Linked DNA regions of Mus musculus: all the other regions are linked to region 2. A link is a contact called in public HiChIP or PLAC-seq and promoter capture Hi-C data. All regions are on one chromosome and are shown on one strand. The core of a region is the stretch at or near the end of the contact, and the rest is flanking DNA. Distances in the headings are between cores, read along the strand shown. Region 1 has its middle 42 kb from the start of Lancl2. Region 2 holds the start of Fkbp9 (FK506 binding protein 9). Region 3 has its middle 23 kb from the start of Ppm1k. Region 4 holds the start of Vopp1 (vesicular, overexpressed in cancer, prosurvival protein 1).

Region 1 (6,126 bases), core at 3,037-5,536, 910 kb before region 2:
GGCCTGAGATCCCCCAGGTGCCTTGGCCCTTAGAATACCACCTTGCCCTTGAATTAGCTATCATCTTGCAGCTACATCTTCTTGCAGCGCTGTTTTCTTGCAGCTGCTCCAGTGCATGTGTGGCACCTACCTATCTGGGGACATGGCTGTTTAGACCTGGTAGCAGTGCTATACCAGATAGTTTGTCTAGGCCCATTCTTCAACCCATAGGTCAGGTCTGGCCATGTATACAGATAATAGTAATTAAAAGTACTTTGAAGGTTTTCAGTACCACCCAGATCTATCATTCAATATGGAATTTCTAAAATATATCACTTCATCTGGAAAGGATCTGCCTCTATCCTTAACAAGAACTTATTCCTTGGCACTCTGCTTGTGGCCCTATTTCCTTACATTATAGCTAGTGCTGTGCTGTTAGTTACTTGAAAAGAGTTCTAGATCCTACTCGCCCTTAGGACCTTTTTATTTAAGTCTTTTAGTCTGCAGTGAGTAACTGGCCATGTTTTTAATGTATTAAATTTTCAAATTTGAGCGTCTGTTTGCATGTGTTTGTGTGTGCCTCCCATACATGTGGAGGTCAGCTGACAACTTTGTGATTCATTCCTTCCATCTTGACATGGAATTTGGAGAGGAACTTAGATTTTCAGCAGATGTCTTACCTGGATACCCATTTTGCAGGCTCCTTAATTTGTGGTTTGTATAAGAATGCCTCCCGCAGGCTCATATATTTAAATGCCTGGTCATTAGGGAGTGGTACTTGATATGGATTAGGAGGTATGGCTATGCTGGAGAAACTGTGTCACTGGGAGGGAGTGGGCTTTATGGTTTTAGAAGCTCAAGCCAGGACTAAAGACTCAATTCTCTTCCTGCTGCCTGATAATCTGGATGTAGAAGTCTCAGCTCACTCTCCAACACCATGTCTACATGCCTACCTGCAGCATGTTTCCTATCATGACAGTAATGGACTAAGCCTCTGAAACTGTAAGCAACCATCAATACAATATTTTTCTTTATGAGTTGCTGTGGTCATTATGTCTCTTCACAGCAACAGAACACTGACTAAGGCAAGTTGTTTTGATGACTGCCTAGTTTTATTTGATTAGGGGTATTACAAGGATACATTTGGCAAATTCTGACATCACTCAAATCCCTTTAGGTAGACAGGAAACAAGACCGAAAAGGCTCACTGCCTTGCATTACATCTATGTTAGGCAGGAAAGACCCCTTCTGGCCAACTTCTACCAGGAAAATGGTTGTTTCCAAATCAAAGATGGGAAATCTAATGCTCACTTTCATCTGTGCTTTCCAAATTCCAATAAGCTTCAAAATATCCATCACAGCTGTCAAAACAAAAGATGGCAAAAACAAAAATGTGGAATAATCTCTGAAATAAAACGAGGCTGATGAGAACTCAGGTGGGACAGGAAGGGGGCATAGCCAGAATGCTGAAGGAAAGAAGAAACCTGAGGGAGCATTAACAGGCTCCACCTGGAGATGCTCCAGGCACACGGGTGGACCAGAAGCTGGCTTCTGACCAAGTGCACACTGAGTGGCAAGGCATGGTTCTGGGAGGCGGGCTTCTGGAACCGTTACCTGATTTTAAGGTACTCAATGCTTCTATTAAACATCTTTGTAGCTTAGGGTTCTTATGGCTTTCCCACAATCTCTAGTTCTCTGCTATACTTTGAATTTAATGTGCATGGCCCCCAAGGCCCATGTGTTAAAGGCTAGGGCCACACCTGGTTTGAAATATAGGGTGGTAGAAACTTGAAGAGGGAGAACCTAATGTGAGAGCTGACTGTTCGGGGCACATCTTTGAGGTGGATATTGGAACCTCCCCGTTAAGCTCCCAAAGAACCTTATCTTTATCCTTGGCCATGAGATGAACAGCTCTGTTCCACTATGAACCTTTGGATAATTTAGCTCCTCATCACAGGCCCAAGCAATAAGATCAACCCATCATCATGAGATGAAACCTGGAATACTGAGCCAAACATTGGTTTCCTTTGCTATTTGTTACAGCAATGCAAAGCTGCCTAGTATAATTGCCATCTGAATGAATGGGGAGATGATGTTCAAAATAGAACCTGATGGACCTGGAGAGAGTTACCCCAGTTCCTCATATTTTTGGTTGTGAGCCTAGCCTTTAATAGCTGAGTCATCTTTCCAGCCCATGCCTCTTTCCTTATCACCATCGTGCAGATGCTTTTCCTAGCACCAGAAAAGATATAGCTAAGTAGCCTGCCTCCTCCCTCCACTCTGTCCACATAACTGTAGCCCTGAATCTTTTTTCTTGGTTCAAGACAGGGTTTAGCTGAGTAACAGCGCTGGCTCTCCTGGAACTAATTTTGTAGACCAGGTTAGTCTTGAACTCATAGAGATCCAGCTAAGTAAGGCAGGAGTCTTTATTCTGCCCTCTGTGTCACTTTGTTTTTACTCTAAGGTGTTGTCCTGTCTAAACAGCCCTCCTATCTAATTGCAGAGGCATTTCTTTGCAAAACTGCTCCTATCTTGATTTCCTAGTACATTCAGCTTATAAACAACAGAAAATTTCCCTCAGTGTTTCAGAAGCTTAAAAAAAGAAAAGAGAAAAAAAAAGAAGGCAGGAAAGAAGAAAAAGCTGAAATTAAGGTGCCAGTGGAGATCCAACCCATTGTGCCAGTGATAGAAGCCGGAGAGTGCGAACAATTATAGTGTTACTGTGAATACAAGTGGTCTCCAAGGAATGGCAACCATGTGGACAGAGGAGCCAAATGAGTATAAGTTCTAGTGATGAGAGATGCTGATGGTGGCTACTAGAGTATGAGTCTAAAAGTCCAGAGAGCCATCCTAAAATGCCACGCTGTGTTTGTGTGTATGGTGGTGGTGGTGGTGGGGTCCGCAGCATTGTTTGATGTTGAGGTACTGAACAATCAGGACTATCTGGTAATGTGGGAGGCTTAGGACACTGGACCTCCTGATACCTCTACATCCTCCAAAAGAAGTGGACTTGGGAGGTGCATGGACATAGAAACGCTCGAATGCAGCAGCATCACAATTTGGAGGAGGTGGGAGTGGGGAAGTCTGTGGGAACTTGAATGCAGCTCCCTATTCATACCACTACAATGGTCAAATCTGTCTTATGCCTAGGACTCATAAAAATCAAGTCCAGGAAGCACAGTGTAAGAGAGGGAAGGCAGAGACCTTCAAACCTCTATGGAATCTACAGGCCTGCTGCATAGCACATGGCACAGACAAACAATAGGTACCCTCTTACTGCTATGCCAAGCAGCATGGGTGGAGAATGTCATCCAGCCTACATTGGAAGCCACCACAATATTTGAGTATGTAGCGGATGAGAGCTTAGGATAGCTGGCCCTGTCACTTGTCTTCCATGATGTATTGGTACGGGGGTGATGCCTTGCCCCCACTTGACCCTCACCACTTACAACAGTTGGGAAGAGCTGACCCTGGAGTCATGAGAACAAGACAGATGATCCTGCCCTTCACTGGCTGCAGCAGTCAGGTGAACTGACCCTGCTCCTTACCTGGGCAGCACAGTACAGCTGACCTTGGTTGTAGGGGCATAGCTAATCCAGTCCTGGAGGAAAGAGCATGGGACAGTTGGCCCCACCACTCACCTGCCTGAGGTGGTGTGAGTGCAGGGCTGATGCCCTCTTCCTCCCTGACTCACAACCTTTAGTAGTAGGAAGAGCTACCCCTGGAGTCATGAGAGTTGGGGAGCTAGCCCAGCTCCCTCTCTGGCTGTAGGTCTTGGGAGAGTGGCCCTTTTGCCTTGCCTGGGAAATACAGTGAAGCTGACCCTGATGGTGAAGGCATAGGTGAGCCATCTCTGAGGGTTCAAGAGTAGGAAAACTGGCCCAGCCGCTCACAGGCTGCAGTACTTGGGAGTATGGGCCCTGAACCTTGACTGGGCAACATAGTAAAGCTGACTCTGGGAAGCTGGGTGTGAGTGAGCCGCCCCAAGTGCATAAGATCAGGAGTGCTAACACTGGATTCCTGCTGGGTGTGGTGGCTCATGCCTTTAATCCAGCACTCAGGAGGCAGAGGCAGGTAGATTTCTGAGTTCAAGGCCAGCCTGGTCTACAAAGTGAGTTCCAGGACAGTCAGGGCTATAAAGAGAAACCCTGTCTCGAAAAACCAAAAACAAACAAACAACAACAACAAAACCAACCAACCAACCAACCAAACAAACAAACACTGGATTCTTCCAATGGTAGCCTTGAGTGGCCTAGCCAAAGCAATGGTGGAGAGCTCACCCTGGTGGTTCAGATAAGGAAGAGTCACGGGCTGACCAGCTCAGCTACCACTCAAGCCCAGATTCAGGGCTCTGAATTAGCCTGCCTCAACATCTATATCATCTGCCAATGGTTGGGATTCTGAAAAGAGCCAGTCCTGCTGTTCCAAAGCTGAAGGATCTCCACAACACAGGACAACAATTTACTGTCTGGTTTTGTGTGTAAAGTTACTCTGGTTACATATGTACACATATGGTGGTTTTGGCAGAAGCGTTACATGTAGGAAAGGCAAATCTGTAACCACCATCATGGTATTCCACACAGTATTTCTTCAAACCAAGGAATTTATTTCACAGACAGAGAAGTGAGAGAGTGGGCCCACAACCATGGCATCCACTGGTTTTGCTATGTTCCCCACCATCCTGAAGCAGCTGGTCTATTAAAAAAATGGAATGGCCTTTTGAAGACACAGTTATAGCACCAACTAGGTGACAGCAGCATATATGGCTGGGGCGGGATTCTTCAGAAGGCAGTATATGCTTTCAATCAGCCTCCAATATGTGGTACAGTTTCTCCAATCTACAGGTCCAGGAAATCAACCACTCACTATAACCTAGTGACTCACTAGGAAATTTTTGCTTCCTGTTCCTGCAACTCTTAAGTTCTGCCTGCTTACATGTGGGAACCATTGTAGCCATAATAAAGTAGCATTGTAAGGAATAGGAATTTTGAATGAATTATAGGATCACCATAATTATAATCCAGTATAATGATTTAGTCCATGTATGACTGCCAAAGAGAAAGGTAAAGAAACCCCCTTACACCCCCCCCTTTTTCTTGTTCCTTTGTTATGTGGATCTCTCAATACTTAAGGACACCATCTTCTTGCAAATGCTTAGCAAACCCAGATTGGCAAGATGAAGCTGTCACAGAAGAGGTGTCATATTTTGAATCTAATACGGTTTCCAGAGGCCTTATGTTATGGACTTTGAGGGACTCATTAGATCCTGGGGGCTCCAACCTCATCAATCCTTTTCCTAATTATTTCATGAATAATGACCACTGGATAGTGGTTTAAAATAGGTGGTAGCATCTAGTGAGAGGAAGTATCTTGTCTTTGCCCCCTCCACTTACTGGCTACCAACTTTGCTCTGTAACATGCTCCTGGTGCCATGATGATGCTCCTCATTGCCACACACTCCGGTCAAGTCTGCTTGACAGGCTGAAAAGTCTGTAAGCACTTATGAGGAAAAGAGTTTCACAGAAACTCACCTCCTGGAGCTCTGGCGTTCTCATTTACCCACATACTCATACCCTATCCCCTGTTAGTCTGGTGTATGGAACGATGAGCTTAGAATCCGGCAGGAATGCAGTAAAGACGTTACCTATTCAATAACTAATTAAGTATTACAAAAGATGGAGCCAGTAGCTCAGAGCTGGTCTGCAAAATATTTACTAAGGACAGTAGCAAATCTCACCCAAACAAGGGAATATCATAAAAGAGCCAGGGAATCCCACTGAGATAGAAATCTTCAGTACAGGCTGCATTGCATATTAGAAGCAAGTTGGTGAATTCTCCTGACAAGTGGAGATTCTCCAGATACTTAAAAGTTACACTCATACTGATAAGTGGATATTAGCCCAGAAACTTAGGATACCCAAGATATAAGATACAACTTGCTAAATGCATGAAATTCAAGAAGAAGGAAGACCAAAGTGTGGACACTTTACCCCTTCCTAGAAATGGGAACAAAACACCCATGGAAGGAGTTACAGAGACAAAATTTGGAGCTGTGACAAAAAGATGGGCCATCTAGTGATTGCCATATGCAGGGATCTATCCCATAATCAGCTTCCAAATGCTGACACCATTGCACACACTAGCAAA
Region 2 (7,121 bases), core at 3,417-5,916:
CTCTTTCTCTCTTAAGCCTACTCTCTACATTGAAGAAATGAAACCCTGTCGATGCTCAGAACCTATCTCAAGCATCGGGTTTTCCCCCAAAGGCTTCCCTAGCAGACAGGAAACCCCTTCTCGTTGGAATTGGCAGAGGCATGGATGTCTGCCCCTCACTTGGCAGTCTCGGTATGCCAGCTGACTTATATGAGACACACAGAGTCTAGAAGTTATTAATTATCGAGATGGCCAATGTAATCATACCTGTCTGAGCCTGGTGCTTCAGCCCCCACCTCAACCTCCCTCTGCTGTGTCTGTCTCTGTAGCTCTCAGCAACTTCTATTTTACTGTGTAACCTAGAGTATCATGTGTTTTCCCAGTAGAAATGTAAGCTTCATAAGGTTCTGTTTTAATCACTACCACATCTCCAGAACCCAGAAGAGCAGGCACTCAATAAGTATGTGTTTAATGAATAAACAAATGGGTGACTGACTGGAAATGTAGTGAACTGAGCTCCAACAAACCTATAGTTCTTTTAGAGCAAACGTTCTCAAAGTCCTATCTTCTAGACGGCTGGATCAGTAGGGAACTTGTCTCAAATGCAAATGCTTCTTGGACCCAAAGCCCCAGAGCTAGCAAACCAGAAACTGTGTAACAATCTCTGCAGGAAATTCGGGTGCGTTTAGTTTGAAAGCTTAAAGCAGCACCGGTTGGCCTGCCTACCTACCACATGCAGTGGGCTTGGATCAAACGTCTGCACCTTGGAGATCTGCAGACAGCCCTGGATCCAGGCTGCCAGTGGACCAGAGAAAGGACTTTCTGCCAGGGTAATGAAAATGCGAGCATTTTGAGCTTTAGTCCCAGAAGGAAATTGGAGCACCCCAAAGTGTTGTTCCCCTTACTCTCACGCCTAGCAATGCGATGGAACTCCTAAGATGAAGCTGGGGAGGCTGGCAGCTCTACAGCACCGGCAGGTGGAGCTGCCGCCTGCTTGCCTCTGCAACAGTGGACACAGGAACACATTCACAAGCCCACAGAGGTTAAACAGAGCCACATCCATAGCAGTCGCCAAGGGCTGATGGTCCTAGTCATCTTTGTAACTGTGAACGTCCGTATGCAGAAAAGGCCCATCGGCTTCAAGTATCTGAGAGGGACACAAAAAAAGAAAACAAAACGCAACAACCCCTGGTACAAGATTCTCCTGCTGCTTAGAGTACAAGTCCTCGTTTTCTTTTCCTTATTAACAGTTATTGGAGGTGGGGGCATGTCATCAGGAGAGACACAAGCACCTCCATCCACTGAGCCATCTCATCCGCCTGACAGTTACCATTTTCTTCTGGCAAAACCACCAAGGAAGCCAAAGTCCAAACTCCTAAATTTTTCCTCTCTACACACACTTTGTATGAGGCTATGAAAGTTGTGGGCTGCAGAGAAACTTTCATTCTGCTCTTTAAGCAGGCATGGATTTGGTTCCCAGCACTCACATCAGGCACCATACAACTGCCTGTAACGCCAGCTCTCAGGGATCCGACACCTCTGGCCTCTGAGGGAATACGGACACGCGTGGGCCCATATCCACACACAGATACGTAATTAAAAAATAATTTTTTTAAAAAATCTTTTTTAAAATAAAAAAAGAGAGAGACTTTCACCCTCAGATCCTAACATTCCACAAATTCCAAAGGAAGAGAGACCTGAGAGGGACGCAGTCAAAGAGCTCCTCTGTGTCTTGCCCTTCGCATTCCGGCTCCCCTTGGCAGCCATTTCTGAAAGGGAAATCTGATCCCTGAGCCCCAGGATTCAAAGTCTTCGTGGTCTTTCTACTGTCCTTAGACAAGGTCCAAACCTCAACAGCCAGAAAGCAAGATCTCACCAAAGCTGGCTGGCTCCAGGCTGTTACATTGTTTCCTATAAATATGCACAATTCTATGTCAATTAAAAGTCTTAACATTTATTTAATGTCTTTAAACCTTTCCCTCCAGCTTCCTCCTACTTTTCCCACTTGTCTGCTCCACTCTCACTGAGACCACACCAACCAGGCCAGGCACTGGCGACACATTGCACCCCCTCCACACCCTGCTATCAGCCTTACCACCTCCCGCACCACACTCCCCTCTTCATCTCCTCCCTAGGACATTTTGCTCTTCCTTAGGTCTTATCCTTGCAATCTAGGAACTCCATGCTGACGGCCCACCTCTTGCACACACACTAGCATATAGTTAAGCCTTCTGTGTGAGTCCATTGCTTCTTGCTTTTCTTCCACCATTTTTATGGCAGCCTACAGAACACAGATTGGACAAGTCATTTGGATATTCTCAGCTTTACTTTCTTGATCTACAATGAGGTATCTTCATCGCTGTCTTCTGAGGGTAGATGAATTCTTCTGAGATGAAAATAATTTTACCCTGTTAAGGTACAGGGTAAAACTAGGTATGGCCTCTTGTGAGAGAGAGCCAGCTCTGCTGTTCTTCTTGTGCCTGTCTCGACATTTTGTAGTTACTTGCCTGTGCTAAATGACAGTCTCAGAATCGTGTAACACTAGAACTCTTAAGGGTAGACAGTGTATAAATGCTATGGTTGTACCAAGGTGCTCTTCCCACTGTCCTAGTAGCCACCCCTAGAGAGGAGAACTTGTCCCTGTGGAAATTATTAGTTACCATCAGTTCAAGCAAAAAAGCACTTTATATGAAAGTAACAAACCAAATAACTAATGAGCGCACGAACAGATGTTCAACCTCATTACGGATATAAAGATCAAAGCCTTGATGAGGGCTCAGAGGCTTACTATGCAGCTCTGGCAATCCTGAAACACATTATGTAGACCAGGCTGGCCTCGAACTCACAGAGACCTGCCTGCCTCTGCCTCTCAAATGCTGGGACTAAAGGTGTGTATCACCACATCCAGAAAATATAATTTTTAAAAAGAACATGAAGAACTAGGGACACTGAGGGAGGGAGTGAAAGGTGAATTACACAAGACAACTGGGAGTTACTTTTGAGATTCTGGGCCTCAAAAACTTAGACTTAAGTCCCATTTGATTCAACAGTTCCAGTCCTGGGTATATAGCCAAAAGAAATGAAATATTTTTAAAAATCAACCTTATAATCTATATTTTCAGAGGTTTTTTGCATATTTTTTATGGAGAGTGTGCCATGACATTCATGTGGAGATTAGAGTACAATTTGTGGGAGTCATTTTTCTCCTTTGGCGATGAGAGTACCAGGGACTGACTAGATGATCAAGCTTGTCAGCGAGTGCCTTAACCACAGAGCCATCTCATGAGCCCTATACATTCTAGGAGAACTACATAGCAGGGGAATACCTCAATTAAGGTGGGTTGGTATAAAAACTACAACTGAAACAATGGTATGACTAGGACTGAGGATATAGCTCAAAAATACAGAGCTTGCCTAGAATGTACAGTCCTGGGTTCAATCTCCCTGTGCACCCCCCAAAATAATTACCACTAAGGAGGACTAACCATATCTAAGCCTTTGCTTTGTGCCACATAGTACTGACAACCTTAAATGTTTTTACATACTCATGTGTGGCTGCTTATATTGTACATAATAAGCCCATTCAGGCACAACAGTTCCCTGTCTAATGGAGTGCTTCACCACAAGGACACAGCCCAGGGTTAGAAACAGCAGCCTGAAGAAAGGGGCAAGGCTGAAATGAGCTGAAAACTTAAGTTACATGAGCAAGCCCAGGCCATCTCTCCCACAGTTTTTGTAAAGCCAGAAGGGGAGGGCACAGGAGTTGCACACAGGCACAGCATTTGAATTCCCACAGCCTGAATCCAATATTTGCACAGGTCTCACTGGTCTTGGTTACTTAATTGGTAAAAAAAAAAAAAAAAAAAAAAAAAAAAAAAAAAAGTTTCTTCTTGTAACTCCCCAAAGATTTAAATGAGCTCGTGCATATATATATATATACCGTTGCCTAACACCTCAACAGTTCAGTACAGTGACTGCAATTATGGGACACCTACCTCCTCCTCCCACTAGTCAATGCTAAGGTTGGGTTGTCTAGACAATCCAGGGATGAAACCCAGAGACCAGTCAAGACGGACCACCAAGAAGGCGGGCGAGCATCACCCACTCTTGGAGGTCTCGCTGAGTGGCCATTTTACATGTCTGAAAAACGTGTTCCGCTGTGCGGGGCAGAGAGGAAAAGAGGAATTGTCCTGTCCGCAATCTTAAGGTCCCAACTATGGCTGAAGGCTCAGCACACCTCCAAACGCATGGGGAGGGCGGCGGAGGGGGTGGGGGCGGGCTGGTGGAGGTCCTTGGGGAGTGTGGGGGCACGGGGTACCTGGAGTCGAACTTCTGGCCGTCGAGGAAAGTCCCCACGTAGTGGTAGCGCACGAAGTCGCCACTGTGCACCGTGCGCGGACACTCATCAGGCACGAAGCTCTGCTGGATCTGAAGTTCCGAGCTCACAGCCAGGCCCAACACCGGGGCTGCCTGCCCGGTCACCCAGAGCAGCAGCAGGAGCAGCGACCGGCGCCGCCAGCCCCGGGCCCCTAATGCCATCGCGCGGCCTGGACTCCGGGGAGGCGAGGGGCAAGGCTGGGCGCGCCGCGGCGATGCAAACGTGGAAAGGTCTCCCGGCTAGCCCCGGGCCGCAGCGCCCGCCCCCCGCCGCCCGCGTCCGCCCCGTGCCGGGCCGAGGGGAGGAGCCGCGCCCAGCCCGAGGGGCGTCCACCGGCCTGGGAATTCCTCTGCCTTCCCCGCCTCCAGAAGCCGGGAGAGGATCGCTCTGACTGCCAGGCCCCGCGCCTGAGCACTGCGGATCCCAAGAGACGATATGGAGACTCCTACGTGGCAGCGGATCCAGTTTCCCCTTGCTGCTCTGGGAAAGGAAGGAAACTTAAGAGTCTTTTTTAAAAACTTAGTTACTGGGGGTGTACATACACAATAAACAGGCTGGAACTTCCCTCAGAATGTTTTTGAGTTGCTGTGAACTAATGTGGTCAGTGAATTAAGTTCCTAACACGTGACAGCTTGGCCAGCGCTCCAGATCCCACAAGCGACCCCTAGTTAAATGAATCCTCGATTTATTAAAGCTTTGGAGTATTAAAAGTAAATCAACAGAGCTTTCTCAATTTGTTTTGGGAAGCTACCAAATAATCCAGATACCAAAATCTACTAAAGACACCCACAAACGAGAAAAATAAGCAGTTGGCACCAAACAAGTTCTTTTTTTTTTTTTTTTTTTTTTTAGCAAAGATGCTAAATAAAACTTGAGCAAATGGAACACAACAGCTACCTGAGTGAGCTGGTTAACAAAGTATCAGAGACATCTGCAAAGTGAAGAGAAAACAAGATACTTTAAAAATTAGTATAGAGCCTATGATTAGAATCCAACGATCTAATAAGAAGCTATAGGTGGCCCTCAAAAAAAGGTTAGTGATCAGTTTTCCTACTTGGAAAAAAACAAAAACAAAAAACCTTGGAGTGTCCTAAGTTACAGAACAAGAGAGAGAGGAAAAAAGAAATCCGTGCTAACGTCACTTCAAGTTAAATCATCAAAGGAAAAGAAGAGAACAAAAAGGCGCTCCACGTTGCTTCCCTGGACCTTGAAAATCAATACCGCAATCTACTTTTAGAATCAAGCAACCTGAGAATCAATCAAAACCTTTCTTTACTCTCAGCTCCTAACTGCCGGGCCACCTTTCCAGGGCTCCCTTCCAGCTTTTCCCCAATAGTTTCAAGGCTGAATTTAAGTCTTCGTCCATTTTGAGTTGACCTTTGTATACAAGAGATGTGGTTCTAGTTTATCTAGCCTATGCATATTCAGTTCCCCAGCACCATTCATAGAAGACAAGGTCCTTTATCCAGTGGCCGTTCTTGCTGCCTTGTGGAAAAACCAGATGGTTGAGTATATGTGTGTGAGCTGTGGATTGAACTTTTGTCTTACAAATTCTTGATAAGTTACGTTAGCACGGGTTTCTTTTTTTCCTCTATCCTACGCAGAGCAAAGCCTTCTCAGAGTCTCAAGTAGGAAGGAGGACCTGGACTTAATACCCAGTAGCCATGTGGTAGCTCACAGCTGTCTGTAACTCCAGTTCCAGGGGAGCTGAGGTCTTTTTCTGTCTTCTGTGGGCATTGCAGATCCGGTACACAGATACAGTGGCAGGCAAAACATGCATACACCTAAAGGAAATATAAATAAAGATTATTTTTTTCAAAAGAAACACTTCAGGACATTGGTCTAAATGATGATTTTGATAAGACTCCAAAAGCATGGCAAAGAAAAGGAAAAGACACATAGGGTTATATTAAATCTAGAGTTGGCATTTAAACAAGCAACAGAAACAACAGAGGTCCCAGCCTCCAGAAGGGAGGATGCACTTGTATCCTGTGCAACCCATGAAGGATTCACTTTTAAGATATAAGAATCGTCACCTCCCCCAAAATCAACACTAAATATTCCAATTAAAGAATAGCCAAGGGGCCCGTAAAGTAGTTCAGTCCGTGACAACATCAATCTGCCTTACATGTGTGCAAGGCCCTGGATCCAAATCCCAGCTCACACTAAAAATCAGTAAATGCATAAATATGTGAGTAAGCAAATAGACATTTCTCGATAGGATAAATGAATGTGTTCATGTGTGTGTATTTTTTCCAAGGTTTTTATTTATGCTCAACAACACTAATTAAAGAAATACAAATCAAAACCATAATGAAGAGGCTGAAGGCAAGGCTCGGTGGTTAAGAGCACTTGCTGCTCTTCCAGAGGTCGCTGGATCCGTTCCCACCACCTACAAGGGAGCTCACAACCAACTGTAACTTCCATTCCAGAGGATCTGATACCATCTTATGGCCTCTGCAGGCACTATGCACACATATGGTGCACAGATATACATGCAGACCAAACAACCCTACACATAATTGTTTTCAATAAATAAAAATTGTAAAACCCTATACTAAGGTATCAGTTCAACTCAGTTAGGATGGCTGTCATCAAAAAGCCAAAAGCATGCTGTGAGGATATGGAGAGAAAAGCTTCCCACATTCTTAATAAAACTATAAATTATCATTGCTATTTTGGGAAATAGATTATTCAAAATCTAGAAGTAGAGTTAACATCTGAGGTGGGCCTGGTAGCACAAGCCTGTAATCAAGCTACCTCT
Region 3 (6,483 bases), core at 2,196-4,695, 730 kb before region 2:
CAGGCAAACCCCATCGCATACCTGTCACTGTTATTGGAGAATAACCTATAGCCCTGGAATCTTGAAAATTCTGGGGCCTCCACTGAAACTGAGACTGCATCTTCATAAATAGCCTCTCTTGGTATCTTCAGGGACTCTGACCCTGTCACATGTGTCTGTCTGGTGATGCCTATGGCCCTCAGCATTTGGGAAGTCAAGGAAGAAGGATAAGACATTCAAGGATAACATGGGCTGTATATTAAATTTATGACAATCTAGGCTACATGGGATCCTGTATCATAAATAAATAGGTAGACAGACAGACAGACAAACAGACAGACAGAGCCAGGTGTGGTGCACACACTTGTAATCCTAGCAGGCATTCAGTAAGCAGAAGCAGGAAGATTACCCATGAGTTTGAGGCCAAATGTTCTAGTTGGTAAGTTCCAGGCCACCTAGGGATACATAGAAAGACACTGTCTCAATCAAATCTACAACAGAAATGTGACCAAATACCTGTCAACTGATGAATGAGTAAAGTAAAGGTGATACAGTTATACAATTAAATATTATTGAACAACGAGGTAAAATATATGTTATATGTTATATCTGATATATGTTATGATGTTAGTAAACCTTGAAATATGCTGAGTTCAGGAAGCCAGTTTCAGATTATCCCATTCACACAAAATTTTCATATTACACTACAACTTGTAAATATATATCTTTTAGAAGAACATTTTAAATACTGAATGTTGATCGTAGGCACTATCAACTCCCCACTCCAACACCCCAAGACTCACCAACACAGCCTATCATCTTCACATCCTTACCTTCATTTTTTAAAAAATACCTGAGTCCAACTAATGAAATCACTATGCACATGGGTGTGGGGCAATCCACCCCAGGATGAGCAACCTACCAGTAGACACACCCCAGGAGAAAAGTGACTTCCTTCTCTCAACAGCCATTAACTGTCAATAGCTCCTCATCTAGGAGAAGAACCTCATAAGCCTCTCCCCTGTTCATGATGGAATGCTAACCATTTTGATATTGTGCATACCAAAGTTGCTATGAGTTAGTGGTGCAGTGGTCATGTCATACCCAGAAGACAGCATTTCATAGCACATCTTCTCATCCTCCAGGTCGTGCCTTTCCATTTCCTCTTCAACTGTGTTCCCTGAGCACTGGGGGAGGTTGAAATTCCTAATCTGTTTAAGGATGAGCACCAGACAGTCACTATCCTCAGGTCAGTCACGTTGACCTTCTTTCATGAGTTTCTACATTGATTGCTGTTCACAACAACAACAACAAAAAAACCTTTTCTGACTAAGGGTGAAATCAGCACCATGGGTATAAACAGAAACATTTAAAAGACAGTTTGAAATGTCCATTTAGTGGTTAAGTTTCTCCACCACCACCACCACCACCACCTATGACATTTAAACTATAGCTTTTGGCCAGGATTACGTATCAGGCAAAAATTCCCTCCCATGGAGCAAACCTGAAACACAATTAAAACAGTCATGTCATGGTTGCACCAACACACATAACCTGGCAGGTCAGAACTGTAACATACAGGATTCACCACTGTTTAATACAATTAAGAACTATTCTCTCCCAAAGCACTTTCTGACACTGTGAAAGGTAGCTAGCAGGAAGTTTCCAGGCCAATTCCAGTTTGATTTCTCTGCATCCTACCACTGAAATGCATTTTGTTTTCAGCAATAGGACCTTAATATATAGTTATGGTTGACAACCAAGAACAATGGTTATTGTTTCTGGACAAGATGATCTTATGTCCTATTTCATAATATCATTTTTTTTTCTTTAAACTGATTAAATACCATTGTACCTGGATAGCATAGTTCATTATTCATTTATCTGGCAGTGAGTGTCTAGACTGATTCCATTTTCTAGCTGTTGTGAATGGAGCCACCCTGAACATGGATGTGCAAATACCTCTGTAGTAGAATATGGTAATGCTTTCAGTATATGCCCTGGGATGATATAGCTAAGTCAAATGGTATTTCTATTCTTAGCTTTGTAAGAAACCAACAGAGATGAGCTGGACGTGGTGGCACACGCCTTTAATCCCAGTACTCGAGAGGCAGAGGCAGGTGGATTTCTGAGTTCGAGGCCAGCCTGGTCTACAAAGTGAGTTCCAGGACAGCCAGGGCTATACAGAGAATCCCTGTCTCGAAAAACAAAACAAAAAAAAAAAAAAAAAAAAAAAAGAAAGGAAGGAAGGAAGAAAGAAAGAAAGAAAGAAAGAAGGAGAGAAAGAAAGAAAGAAGGAGAGAAAGAAAGCAAGAAAGAAAGAAAGAAAGAAAGAAAGAAAGGAAGGAAGGAAGGAAGAAAGAAAGAAAGAAAAAAAAGAAAGAAAGAAAGAAAGAAGGAGAGAAAGAAAGAAAGAAAGCACCAGAGTGAGTTCCATGTTTGTAACAATGGATAAGGTTAGCTGACTCTTAATTTTTTTTTTTTTTTTTTTTACTGATCAAGGCCCCAGAGTTTACTAAGAGTCTGAGCTTATGAAGGCCCATCCCCCGCCACGCCAGGCTCTTGATGCTTTGTTGCCAGGCTGTCAGCACTTGTTTGCCAGGGTGTTGCTTAAACAGGAACCCACTCTTACATTCTTTTTGTTGTTGTTGTTTGTTTTTGTTTTTCGAGACAGGGTTTCTCTCTCTTACATTCTTACAAGCATTTATTGACACTTGTTTTCTTGATTCTAACCATTTTGGTTAAGGTGAATGGAATCTCAAAATAGTTTTAATTTGCATATCTTAGATGGCTAATGATGTTGAACATATTGAAAAACATTTGCCAGGCATTTGTATTTGACAGCTCTCTGCTCAATTCCATACCCGCTCCCTTTTTTATTGGATCATTTTCTTGATCTTTTGTTTTCTTGAGTTCTTTGTGTATTCTAAATACTAATCCTCTGTTGCATTCCTGCCAGATGTTCTTACTTGCTGGAGGCTTCCTTTTCTCTGAGTTGACAGTTTCTTTTGCTGTCTTTTAATTTCCTAAGGTCCCCTGTGTTGATTATTGGATTTATTTTCTAAGGGATAGAGTCCTCTTCAGAATGGCCTTACCTGTGCCTATATTTTAAAGTTACTTCCTACTTTTTTTTCTGTAACAGTTGCAGAGGTTCAGTTCTCACTTTGAGGCTCTTGACCCATTTAGAGTTGATGTTTGTGCAGTATGAGAGATAAGGATCAAATGCTACCCATACAAATTCCAGATTTCCCCAGAGCCATATGTTGACAATACTGTCTTTTCCCTGATGTGTGCTGGTGACCTCTTTACCAAATCCAGGGCTTGACGTGGCACGGCTTTGTATCTGCATTCTCCATTTCATACTATTGATCAATGTGTCTGTCATTGTGCCAGCACACCTTGTTTTTATTCATTACTGTGGCTCTATCTCCAGCAGTATTATTTTATGCTCAGACTGGGCCTGCCCTCATTCATCCTCGTTAATCTTTGATCAAGGAAATGCCCTCACAGACTTGTACCCAAGCTAATCAGATGGTGGTAATCCCTAAATTGACTTTCTCGCTTCCCAAACCACCCTAGCTTATGTCAAGATGACAAAAAGCACAAGTTGTTTTCTTGATTTTTCTTCTCAATATATTTTTTTCATTGATATATAGGAAGGCTACTAATTTTGTATTTAAATTCTATTGCATCTTTATTAGTTTTTGTATTAGTACCTAACTTCCCTGAATTTGGTAATGTTCCTTTGTACTTTACAAAATACTTTGAGAAGCACTGGTGTTAGTTCTATGCAGATCTGGTGAACTTCATCCCTGAATCCTTCTGGGCCTGAACTGTTTTCGATGATGGTACAGAGATTTTTTTTTTTTTTAATACTGCTTCAAGCTCACTGCTCATTACATACCTGTTTAAAGTATCCATCTCATTTTGATTTAACTTTGGCAGACTCTCAGCATTTAGAAATTCATATCCATTTTCGTTAGACTTTTTAAATTTAGTAGATACAGGTTTTTAAGGCACAAGCCTAATGATTTTCTGAACTTCATTGCTATGTGTTGTAATGGCTTCATTTTTAGTCCTAATTAGGTTAATTTCAGTCTTCACTCTCCTTATTTTGGTTGCTTCAGATAAGGATTTGTCAATCTTGTTTATCTCTTCAAATAACCAACTCTGTTTACTGATCTTTGTATTTTTGTTTCTGCTGTTGTGGTTTCCACTGCACAAACTTTTGCTCCTTTTTCCACTACGTAGATTTCTGCCCTAATCTTAATCATTTCTCTCTATCTACTGGTTTAGGTTTGATCTACCCTACCTTTACCACAACACCAACATATATTATCAAGTTATTTGTCTGAGATTTCGCTGGGATCTTAAAACAGGCACTTAGAATTATAAACCTTCCTCCTAGGACTGCTTTCATTGTATCCCAAAGGTTTTGGTATGTGGTGATTTCATTTGATTCTAGGAACTTTTTAAAAAGTAATTCTTGATTTCTTCCATTCATCATGTAGCAGTGAGTTGGCTTGAGTTTGCCTATGCTCTGGGGTTTCTCTTTCTGTAGATTTTAGTCTTACTCCATTGTGATCACACAGAATTCATTACGTTATTCTAATTTTCCTGTATTTATTGGGACTTCCTTTGGGTTCTAAAATATGATCTAGCTTATAGAAAGTAACATGGGCCTGGCGTGGTGGCGCATGCCTTTAATCCCAGCACTTGGGAGGTAGAAGCATGTGGATTTCTGAGTTTGAGGCCAGCCTGGTCTACACAGTGAGTTTCAGGACAGCCAGGGCTATACAGAGAAACCCCATCTTGAAAAACAAAAAACAAACAAAACAAAACAAAACAAAACAGTCACATGGACTGTAGAGAATGTATTTTCTGTGGTGTTTGGATATAATATAATGGCCTGTAGATGTCATTTAGTCCATAAAGTGATATTTCCATTTTTTACCCTAAGTAAAAACCCATCTTTTATGGTGAGGCACATTTCTTAGAGACAACAAGTAACGCTTCCATTGACAAGTCTTCTGTTATTCTGATGATTTGTCTTACTATGTGACTTGGTGTTTTGTCTTTGTTTCTTTCAACATGCTTTCTTTGTTCCTAATATTTGTTTCTTTGTATTTAATGTTTTACTTATAGTCTGAGATGGAAGGTTCCTTTCTGGCCTTGTCTGCTTGATGTCATAAAGCTTTGTGTATCTGAATTTGTTTCTGTCTCTGTAACTCTGTGAATATTCCCATTGTGATGCTTTTGAAAATGATTTCTGTGATATTGAACAAGATTCTTCTCCTTCAGCACCTAATTTTTGTTCAATTGGTGTTTTCAGAGTATTTTGTAAATTTTGGAATTCCCCAGTACCTCCTTAGGATTTTATCTCTGTTCTTGTGTGATAGTTCCAGATCCTCCGCTCTGTCTTCAGTTATTTGATGCTTTCCTTGATCCATTCTACTGCAAAGACTTTCTGTAGGGTTTCCAATCATTCAGATTGGTTTGTCTTCAGATTTCTGTGTATTTATTGATTCTTCTTTCATATCTCACCTCACCTTCAAAATTTCCTTCAGCTGTTTGTGTTCTTACTGAGAGCTTATTTTCCTTATTTTATTTCATAGGAAATACTTATAATAATTTCTTTGAATGATCTGTCTGGGATTTCAGGGTAGCTAGATTACATCACTAGAGGATTAGTAATTTTTGGAGGAGTCATGTTGCTTTGGATTTTATGTTTCTTATATTTTCTCAAGGTAATTTATGCATCTGGGGTATTTTCCTTTATTTGGTAATCAACTATAATCTGTCAGTTGAAGAATTTTCAATGATACATCTGAGGTACATGGTTCAGAAAATAGTTTAGGAGCTCAGAATGTCTAATACAAACTTTATATTTTCCCCAAGAAGAATATTAACTATGAGAACAATATGGTTGCTGGATATTCCCACTTTGCAAGTGTCATCCTAACCAGTTAATAACAATGACCCTTTGACTTCATAACTACTGAAAGATAAACTATCAAGGGCAATATGAAGTATATACAGATTCAAGTTAATAAGATAATTGGGAGGAAAATAGAGGGAGTGAGAATAAGGATGATTGACAAATTGTCTCTTAAAAGGAAAAAAAATGGAGTAAAGTAGCTGGGATGTGGTAACTTAGACCATTGATATAGTTCACAGATTTTAGAGACTGTGAAAGCTATTAAATGTTTTTTTTTTTTTTGAAACTAGAATCTTCTGCCATACAATACATCCCAATCAGTATTCCCTCACTCCACACCTCCCAGGTGCCCCTCTTTACCTCCCATCTCCACCAGATCCACACTTCCATTTCCTCTTCAGAAAAGAGAAGACCTCCAAGAGATGACAACCAACCCACATATCAAGGCTGAACAAGGGAACCCAGCAGAAGCAAAGGAGTCCAGAGAGCAGGCAAAAGAGTCAGAGATAAACCCACTCCCACTGTTAGGAGTCCCACAAAAAAACCAAGCTAACAGCCAACAAGGT
Region 4 (7,071 bases), core at 544-3,043, 990 kb before region 2:
CCATACCCACAGATGAACATTGTTCACGCTGCTTGCCAAAAGAAGCTCCTTATTATGCAGTAGATGGAAGCCACTATAGAGATCCACAACTAGTCAAAATCAAGAGAGTAAGTATATGTATATACATGAACTTACATATATAAGTTCAGTTTTCTCCAGGAATTAACCCCTTTTAGGTTATCTAGTCCCAAGTGGTCAGCCCTAAATGTGTTTATATGAGCAACATTAAATGCATTCAGTACGTTCTATAATATAATGCACTAGACATAGGTGTTGTGTATAAATGTGACAATAACAATTGAAGATGAGATCATAAATTTGAGAGGGGGTAGGAGGGGCCACAGGTGGAATTGGAGAGGGGAAGATGAAAAAAGGAAATATACATACTCATGCACGAAATTCTTTAAAACAATTTTAAAAATTATTACAAAAAAGATTTGTAAGGAAGACAAAGTTACCATAGCCCAACGATCCTTTACAGGCTTTGAGTCAATTCTGTGTGCACAGAAACAACTCCCCAAAGAAACTGCTTCTAGTGACCAGAATTAAGAATATCATCAGGGCCAAAGCAGAGATTTCCCTGCTCCACTATAACCTATCTACTTAGTGCCTCCACTAAAGGGCTTGATTTTTTATTTTTATCCTGTTACTATAAAACTTCAGGAAGCTATTATTGTGTTGGAACATGGAATTTGAGGGTAATCATGAGGCCAGTTTTTTTTTTTTTCCTTCTTTGCTTGCCAGTTATAGCAGGTATAGTTTCATGGTGTATGCTCTATCTTAACCAAGTATGTGTACTGAAAGTTGGCAAAGTATTTAAGACTCGCCTGTGAGAGATCCGTTTTTCTGTCTTCCCTCCATATCCTGTTGGAGGTGGTTCTGTAATTTAACGAACTCTAGTTGCTAAAAAAAAAAAAAATTAATTCATTTGTGTGCGTGATGTGTTTGTCTGAAGGTATGCATGTATGCCATGTGCCCATGTGATACAACGAGACGATTCTGTTTCCATCTTACATATCCAGGGAGAAGCTCAAATCTTCAGCCTTTCCTGGCAAGTGTTGCTACTTGTTTAGGGATCTCTCTGAACCTAAAGGATTGATTCTATTTCCTGATCTCTGTACTCAGCGTTACGCATCATAGTTTAAACTAGCTGTTTTCTTGTTCACCTCTACATATTTGGCCTCCAGCTCAGGTCTGATACAAGTTCAACCAATGCTTCAGTAAGTTCAGTAAATTCAGATGTCATCTGAGCCTTATTGTTATGTGTGTGTGGAGAGGGGCCAGAGGGGAATGTCTGAGAGAAAGTAAGAATAGTTAGCAGCAATTCCCTATGGTCAAAGAGCCTACCTCAAAGGTGAGGTGCACTGTGGAGTCCAAAGGTGGGGTCCTAGCAGAGTCAGGCAGAAAGATGTTGGCATAAACCTACACTAACCTTTTGCAACCAGCTGTCCTTTCCTTGTGGTTTTAACTGTCCTGGGGCGGAGTGGACCTCCCACCTTACCTACAGGAACCTCAGTGAGAATGTCTCCGTGGCTAGAAACTTCAGGAAGACCCAGTGATGGGTCCATCCGTATCCATCCCCCAGCTCCCAAACCCGGTGTCCTATAAAAACCTTCCCAGAACTATCAAGGTGAGACAAGATGGTCTCTTCCGAGAGAGGAGACATCAGGCCGTCTTCTCACCCAGCCCCGCTGTCTCCGCGTCCCGCAGCGCGCTCCACAGACTTTGCAGGCTCCGAGCCCACGAGCGCGCGCCCGTGAGGTGGATCGGGGGCGCGCGGCGAGGGCGGCCTGGCACGTCCTCGAGCTCCGCCGGCTTGCCGCGCGTCCTTCTGCCGGCTTCAGCTCGTATCCCCGGAGTCCACCCGCCCGTCCCGGGGTGCGGACTGGCCCTGAGCTGGCCGTACAGCCCGGCTTCGGACGGTCCTCGCTGGAGCCATGGGCCGCCGGCTCGGCAGGGTGGCGGCGCTGCTGCTCGGGCTGCTAGTGGAGGTAGGGCCGCCGGTTCCCCGCGCCTTCGGGAGAAGGGACGCGGGAAGGGCATTGCGGAGCTCGCGAGTCTGCGGTGTGGGGCGGCGGAGGGGTCTGATGCCGGGACCCCCTGTCCTCCCTGCGCGCCTCCTCCTCCTGTCGGCGCCCCGTTTCCCTCTCGCTGCTTGCTCGGGCTTGCGTCCCCGGGAGGGACCTTTGTGCGTGTCCACACGCGCTCCCTGTCTCTCGGGGCCTGGGGCGGCGCCTCCCGCAGCTGGTAGGAGGGACAGGGACATTTCTGCCTTTGGAGATGAAGTGCAGGCTTTTAGAGGCGAGGAGAAAAATCCCACGGGGAGCTTGGGTGGTTGGTGTACTGTTGTGAAGCCGCGGAAACTTGATGGTGGGTGGAAGCACCGCCGAGGTACAGCCAGGGTTAGAGCGGGGCTGCGGTCGACTGAACTGCGACATCCTGTGACGCGAACCACCCTTCCTGCTCCAGCGGGTTCATTCAAAGGCAAAAGAGTGGATGTGTAAAATCTGGTGTGTAAAATATGGATTGGGGTTTGGAGGTTTGTTCATACCTCCACAGCTTCAGTATTTTGAAAGATTTTTGTATTAATAAAGTCAGTTTAAGTGGGTAAGGATGCCCCTCTGACTATCACTGTCCTGCCTCAGAAAACTGTAAACTTCCTTGGTTGGGGAGTCAGCGGTGCTTGGAAAGATTCTCATTTATGCTGGAGGAAAAGTCTTTCTTTCCAGGAGAGTTAAGGGAACAGTTTCTCCAAGCTCTAAGTTCGGATCAGAGCAAAGATTGCTCGTTTTTCTTTGAAATACCTCTTTTTTCTTTTCTTTCTGTTTCTCTCGCTCACTCTCTCTCTTTCCTTTCTTCTTCTTCTTCTTCTTCTTCTTCTTCTTCTTCTTCTTCTTCTTCTTCTTCTTCTTCTTCTTCTCCTTCTCCTTCTCCTTCTCCTTCTCCTTCTCCTTCTCCTTCTCCTTCTCCTTCTCCTTCTCCTTCTCCTTCTCCTTCTCCTTCTCCTTCTCCTTCCTCCTCCTCCTCCTCCTCCTCCTCCTCCTCCTCCTCCTCTTCTTCTTCTTCTTCTTCTTTTTTAACATTTAACGTTTTTGAGAAGTGCCACTTCTGGTTTTCTTTCTTCTTGTTGTTCATATTTTTAAAAGCTTAGAAACCAAACCCTCTGGGTAATGATTCAACATTGGTTGCTGTAGAAAAGCAAACCAGAGAGCACTGTTTACAAAAATAAACGTGTGTTTACCTCAGCATATCTCCGTTGAGGTAAATTTTGTAATCTGGCAATCTCATTTGCATGTGTGTGTGTGTGTGTGTGTGTGTGTGTGTGTGTGTGTGTGTGTCTGTGTGTGTCTGTGTGTGTGTAAGGAAGATTATCTGGGGTTCTCTTGTTTCTATATTTGTGCCACTCCTGTCTCCAACTTAGCTTTGTGTGTATCCTAAAAGTCTGCTTCAAAACTGCTGATTTTATTTTTATTAGGGTGGGTGTTCTTTCTGGTTGTGTTTATTTTTTCATTTTCTTTTCTATATTTTTGTATTCGAACGATGTTTATTGAGGAAATGAACATGAGAGAAGTGGCAGACCTGCCAACACTCTAAGGCTTTACATTCAAGGGCCAGCAGTGGAAAAGCCTTCAAAATGAGTCAAGTCAATTGAATTAGCTTTTCTGGGGGAGAAGGGAAACCAAAAGTAACATCAAATATGATGCGCTAAGATTGTTGCTTGTCATCAGTTTTTTTTTTGTTTTTTTTTAATCTACTGCTTTGTTGATTTGATGCCATCATAGTGACGTTGGTTGTCAAGAGTTTTTTGGAATGGACTTTTTTTCTGTGCTGATTTAAAAAAATAAGGCAGTAAAAACAAGGTCTCAGCACCTGGAGGGAGGGAGGGAGGGAGGGAGAGAGAGAGAGAGAGAGAGAGAGAGAGAGAGAGAATGCAGAAGACCTGGAAATCAGAGTTGTGTCAGGCAGTGCTAAAGTTTTATGTTTGGGGATGGGGTGAGTTCTTCCTTTCCCTCTTAGTTGGCTGATTCAGGCTACTACAGGGGATTGGGTAATCCAGACAAAGAAAGGCAAGCTGATTGGTTCCTACTATAGGACCCTCCCCCGCTTCTTGTGGGAGATTTGAAAGACCACTGAATACTTTCAGTCAGGGAAAAAGCCCACTGGTCTTGGTGAGGAAAGAGGAGCAGGAAATTGGTTGTCTCCTGTGTTCAAGTGAAAAGTATATTAATGCCCCTACAACCTGCTTTCCTTGTCAGCCTGCTGACATCATCAGTCTAAAGCCTAATCCTTTAGTGCAGAAGGTTTTGTTCTATCCTGTAACCTGTTTCATTGCATAGGAACTTTTTTTCAAGTGCCAGGAATGGACCTCAGGGCCTTGAACAAAGTAGTCAAACTAGGCCCTCTTCTGCAATCTGCATTCTTGGATTTGTTCATTTAATTTAATTTTATTGTTTTCTTAGCTACCAGAGGGAGTCTGAACCTTACACATGCTGGGCCAATACTCTATTCAGCTACAGTCCTTCTTAAGACAGGATCTTCCTATGTAGCCTAGGCCTCAGTCTCCCACATGCTATGATTACAGGGATGGGTCACCATGTCTGATTGAATTGTTTTATCTTAATGGGGAATTTAAAACTTCTTTGAAGGGCTGACAACCTCCCAAGGGCTGAGCTCTGATGCATTCCTGAAGTTCACTATCTGGATGCTGGTAACATGTGTTTTCTAGGTCGCTCCCGTTTACATGATGATTATCTTCAGTGCCTGATTTCCGGTAGAGAGCTGTGCCCTGTTGAGTGCCAGGACAGCCAAGGCTAAAAGGAGAAGCTGTGTCTCAAAACAGCAACAACAACAAAAACATTTAATGATTTGTCACATGCAAATTTAATGTAAGGTTTTAGTCTGAGCTTTCTCGTTTTATTTTATTTTAGTTTAGTTTTAGTTTTTTTTTAATTATATATTTCCTTGATTTACATTTCGAATGCTATCCCGAAAGTCCCCTATACCCTACCCCCAGCCCTGCTCCCCAACCCACCCACTTCAGCTTCCTAGCCCTGGCATTCCCCTGTATTGGAGCATATAATCTTTGCAAGACCAAGGGCCTCTCCTGCTAATGATGGCCGACTAGGCCATCTTCTGCTACATATGCAGCTAGACACACATAAGCTCTGGAGGTACTGGTTAGATTATATTGTTGTTCCTCCTATAGAGTTACAAACCCCTTTAGCTCCTTGGGTAATTTCTCTAGCTCCTACATTAGGAACCCTGTGTTCCATCTAATAGATGACTATAAGCATCTACTTCTGTATTTGCCAGGCACTTGCATAGCCTCACAAGAGACAGCTATATCAGGGTCCTCTCACCAAAATCTTGCTGGCATATGCAATAGTGTCTGGGTTTGGTAGCGGTTTATGAGATGGATCCCCAGGTAGGGCAGTCTCTGGATGATCTTTCATTCCATCTCAGCTCCAAACGTTGTTTCTGTAACCCCCTACATGGGTATTTTAATCCCCAATTCTAAGTAAGAACAAAATATCCACACTTTGGTCTTCCTGCTTCTTGAGTTTCATATGTTTTGCAAATTGTATCTTGGGTATTCTAAGTTTCTGAACTAATATCCACTTGTCAGTTAGTGCATATCATGGGAGTTCTTTTGTGATTGGGCTACCTCCAGATCCATCCATTTGCCTAGGAATTTCATAAATTCATTCTTTTTAATAGCTGAGTAGTACTCCATTGTGTAAATGTACCACATTTTCTGTATCCATTCCTCTGTTGAGGGATATCTGGGTTCTTTACAGCTTCTGACTATTATAAATAAGACTACTATGAACATAGTAGAGTATGTGACCTTATTACCAGTTGGAACATCTTCTGGGTATATGCCTAGGAGAGGTATTGCTGGATGCTCTGAAGTACTGTGTCCAATTTTGTGAGGAACCGCCAGACTGATTTCCAGAGTGGTTGTACAAGCTTGCAACCCCACCAGCAATGGAGAAGTATTCCTCTTCCACCACATCCTCTCCAGCATCTGCTGTCACCTGAATTTTTGATCTTAGCCATTCTGACTGGTATAAGGTGAAATCATAGGGTTGTTTTGATTTGCATTTCCCTGATGATTAAGGATGCTGAACATTTTTTCAGGTGCTTCTCAGACATTCAGTATTCCTCAGTTGAGAATTCTTTGTTTAGCTGTGTACCCCATTTTTAATAGGGTTTTTTGATTTTCTGGAGTCCAGCTTCTTGAGTTCTTTGTATATATTGGATATTAGTTCCCTATCAGATTTAGGATTGGTAAAGATCCTTTCCCAATCTAGTGGTGGCCTTTTTGCCTTGTTAACAGTATCTTTTCCCTTACAGAAGCGTTGCAATTTTATGAGGTCTCATTTGTCTATTGTTGATCTTAAAGCACAAGCCATTTCTGTTCTGTTCAGGAATTTTTCCCTGTACCCACATCTTTGAGGCTTTCCCCCACTGTCTCCTCTATAAGTTTCAGTGTCTCTGGCTTTTTGTGACGTTCCATGATCCACTTAGACTTCACCATTGTACAAGGAGATAAGAATGGATCAATTCACATTCTTCTACATGATAACTTTCAGTTGTGCCAGCATCATTTGTTGAAAATGCTGTCTTTTTCCACTGGATGATTTTTGCTCCCTTGTCAAAGATCAAGTGACCATAGGAATGTGGGTTCATTTCTGGGTCTTCAATTCTATTCCATTGGTCTACTTGTCTGTCACTGTACCAGTACCATGCAGTTTTTATCACAATTGCTCTGTAGTACAGCTTGAGGTCCGGCATGGTGATTCCAACAGAGGTTCTTTTATTGTTGAGAATAGCTTTTGTTATCCTAGGTTTTTTTGTAATTCCAGATGAGTTTGCAGATTGACTTTATAACTGGGTAAAGAATTGAGTTGGAATTTTGATGGGGATTGCATTGAATCTGTCGATTGCTTTGGGCAGGATAGCCATTTTTACTATATTAATCCTGCCAATCCAAGACCATGAGAGATCTTTCAATCTTCTGAGATCTTCTTCAATTTCTTTTTTTCAGAGACTTGAAGTTCTTATCAT

The links. Promoter capture Hi-C pulls out the DNA fragments that hold promoters and counts their contacts. HiChIP or PLAC-seq counts read pairs in DNA pulled down with a chosen protein or histone mark.
Region 1: an H3K4me3 HiChIP or PLAC-seq map of fetal liver shows a contact between it and region 2, with 4 times the contacts expected there. The contact joins the enhancer-like site here to the promoter of Fkbp9 in region 2. A contact is called at or near these places in 5 of 39 promoter capture datasets (the C10 cell line, cranial neural crest, liver and 1 more) and 1 of 115 datasets of contacts at active chromatin or transcription factors (fetal liver).
Region 3: a contact with region 2 is called in a promoter capture Hi-C map of liver. The contact joins the enhancer-like site here to the promoter of Fkbp9 in region 2. A contact is called at or near these places in 12 of 39 promoter capture datasets (the C10 cell line, the HPC-7 cell line, cranial neural crest and 8 more), 3 of 484 Hi-C or Micro-C datasets (bone marrow-derived macrophages, cerebral cortex and nephron progenitors) and 18 of 115 datasets of contacts at active chromatin or transcription factors (the NIH/3T3 cell line, bone marrow-derived macrophages, embryonic basal ganglia and 12 more).
Region 4: a contact with region 2 is called in an H3K4me3 HiChIP or PLAC-seq map of embryonic limb bud, with 5 times the contacts expected there. The contact joins the promoter of Vopp1 here to the promoter of Fkbp9 in region 2. A contact is called at or near these places in 9 of 39 promoter capture datasets (the 3T3-L1 cell line, 3T3-L1-derived adipocytes, the C10 cell line and 6 more), 1 of 484 Hi-C or Micro-C datasets (uterus), 10 of 115 datasets of contacts at active chromatin or transcription factors (the NIH/3T3 cell line, bone marrow-derived macrophages, embryonic forebrain and 5 more) and 1 of 9 other capture datasets (liver).

Annotation. Positions count from the first base shown.
Region 1 is chr6:57,741,666-57,747,791 of GRCm38.p6, reverse strand. No RefSeq gene overlaps it. Among named protein-coding and RNA genes, the nearest start is that of Lancl2, 42 kb to the right of the region's middle. Within about 2 kb of position 4,286, at least 12 of the 459 cell types and tissues checked have an H3K27ac peak or open chromatin away from gene starts, as enhancers often do. A contact at or near this core is called in fetal liver, where this site is marked.
Region 2 is chr6:56,829,604-56,836,724 of GRCm38.p6, reverse strand. Fkbp9 (FK506 binding protein 9) reads right to left here and starts at 4,666. Exons shown (of 10, transcript NM_012056.2): 1 at 4,298-4,666. The coding sequence starts at 4,518.
Region 3 is chr6:57,554,878-57,561,360 of GRCm38.p6, reverse strand. No RefSeq gene overlaps it. Among named protein-coding and RNA genes, the nearest start is that of Ppm1k, 23 kb to the right of the region's middle. Within about 2 kb of position 3,445, at least 3 of the 459 cell types and tissues checked have an H3K27ac peak or open chromatin away from gene starts, as enhancers often do. A contact at or near this core is called in hepatocytes and liver, where this site is marked.
Region 4 is chr6:57,819,847-57,826,917 of GRCm38.p6, reverse strand. Vopp1 (vesicular, overexpressed in cancer, prosurvival protein 1) reads left to right here and starts at 1,793. Exons shown (of 5, transcript NM_146168.1): 1 at 1,793-1,991. The coding sequence starts at 1,938.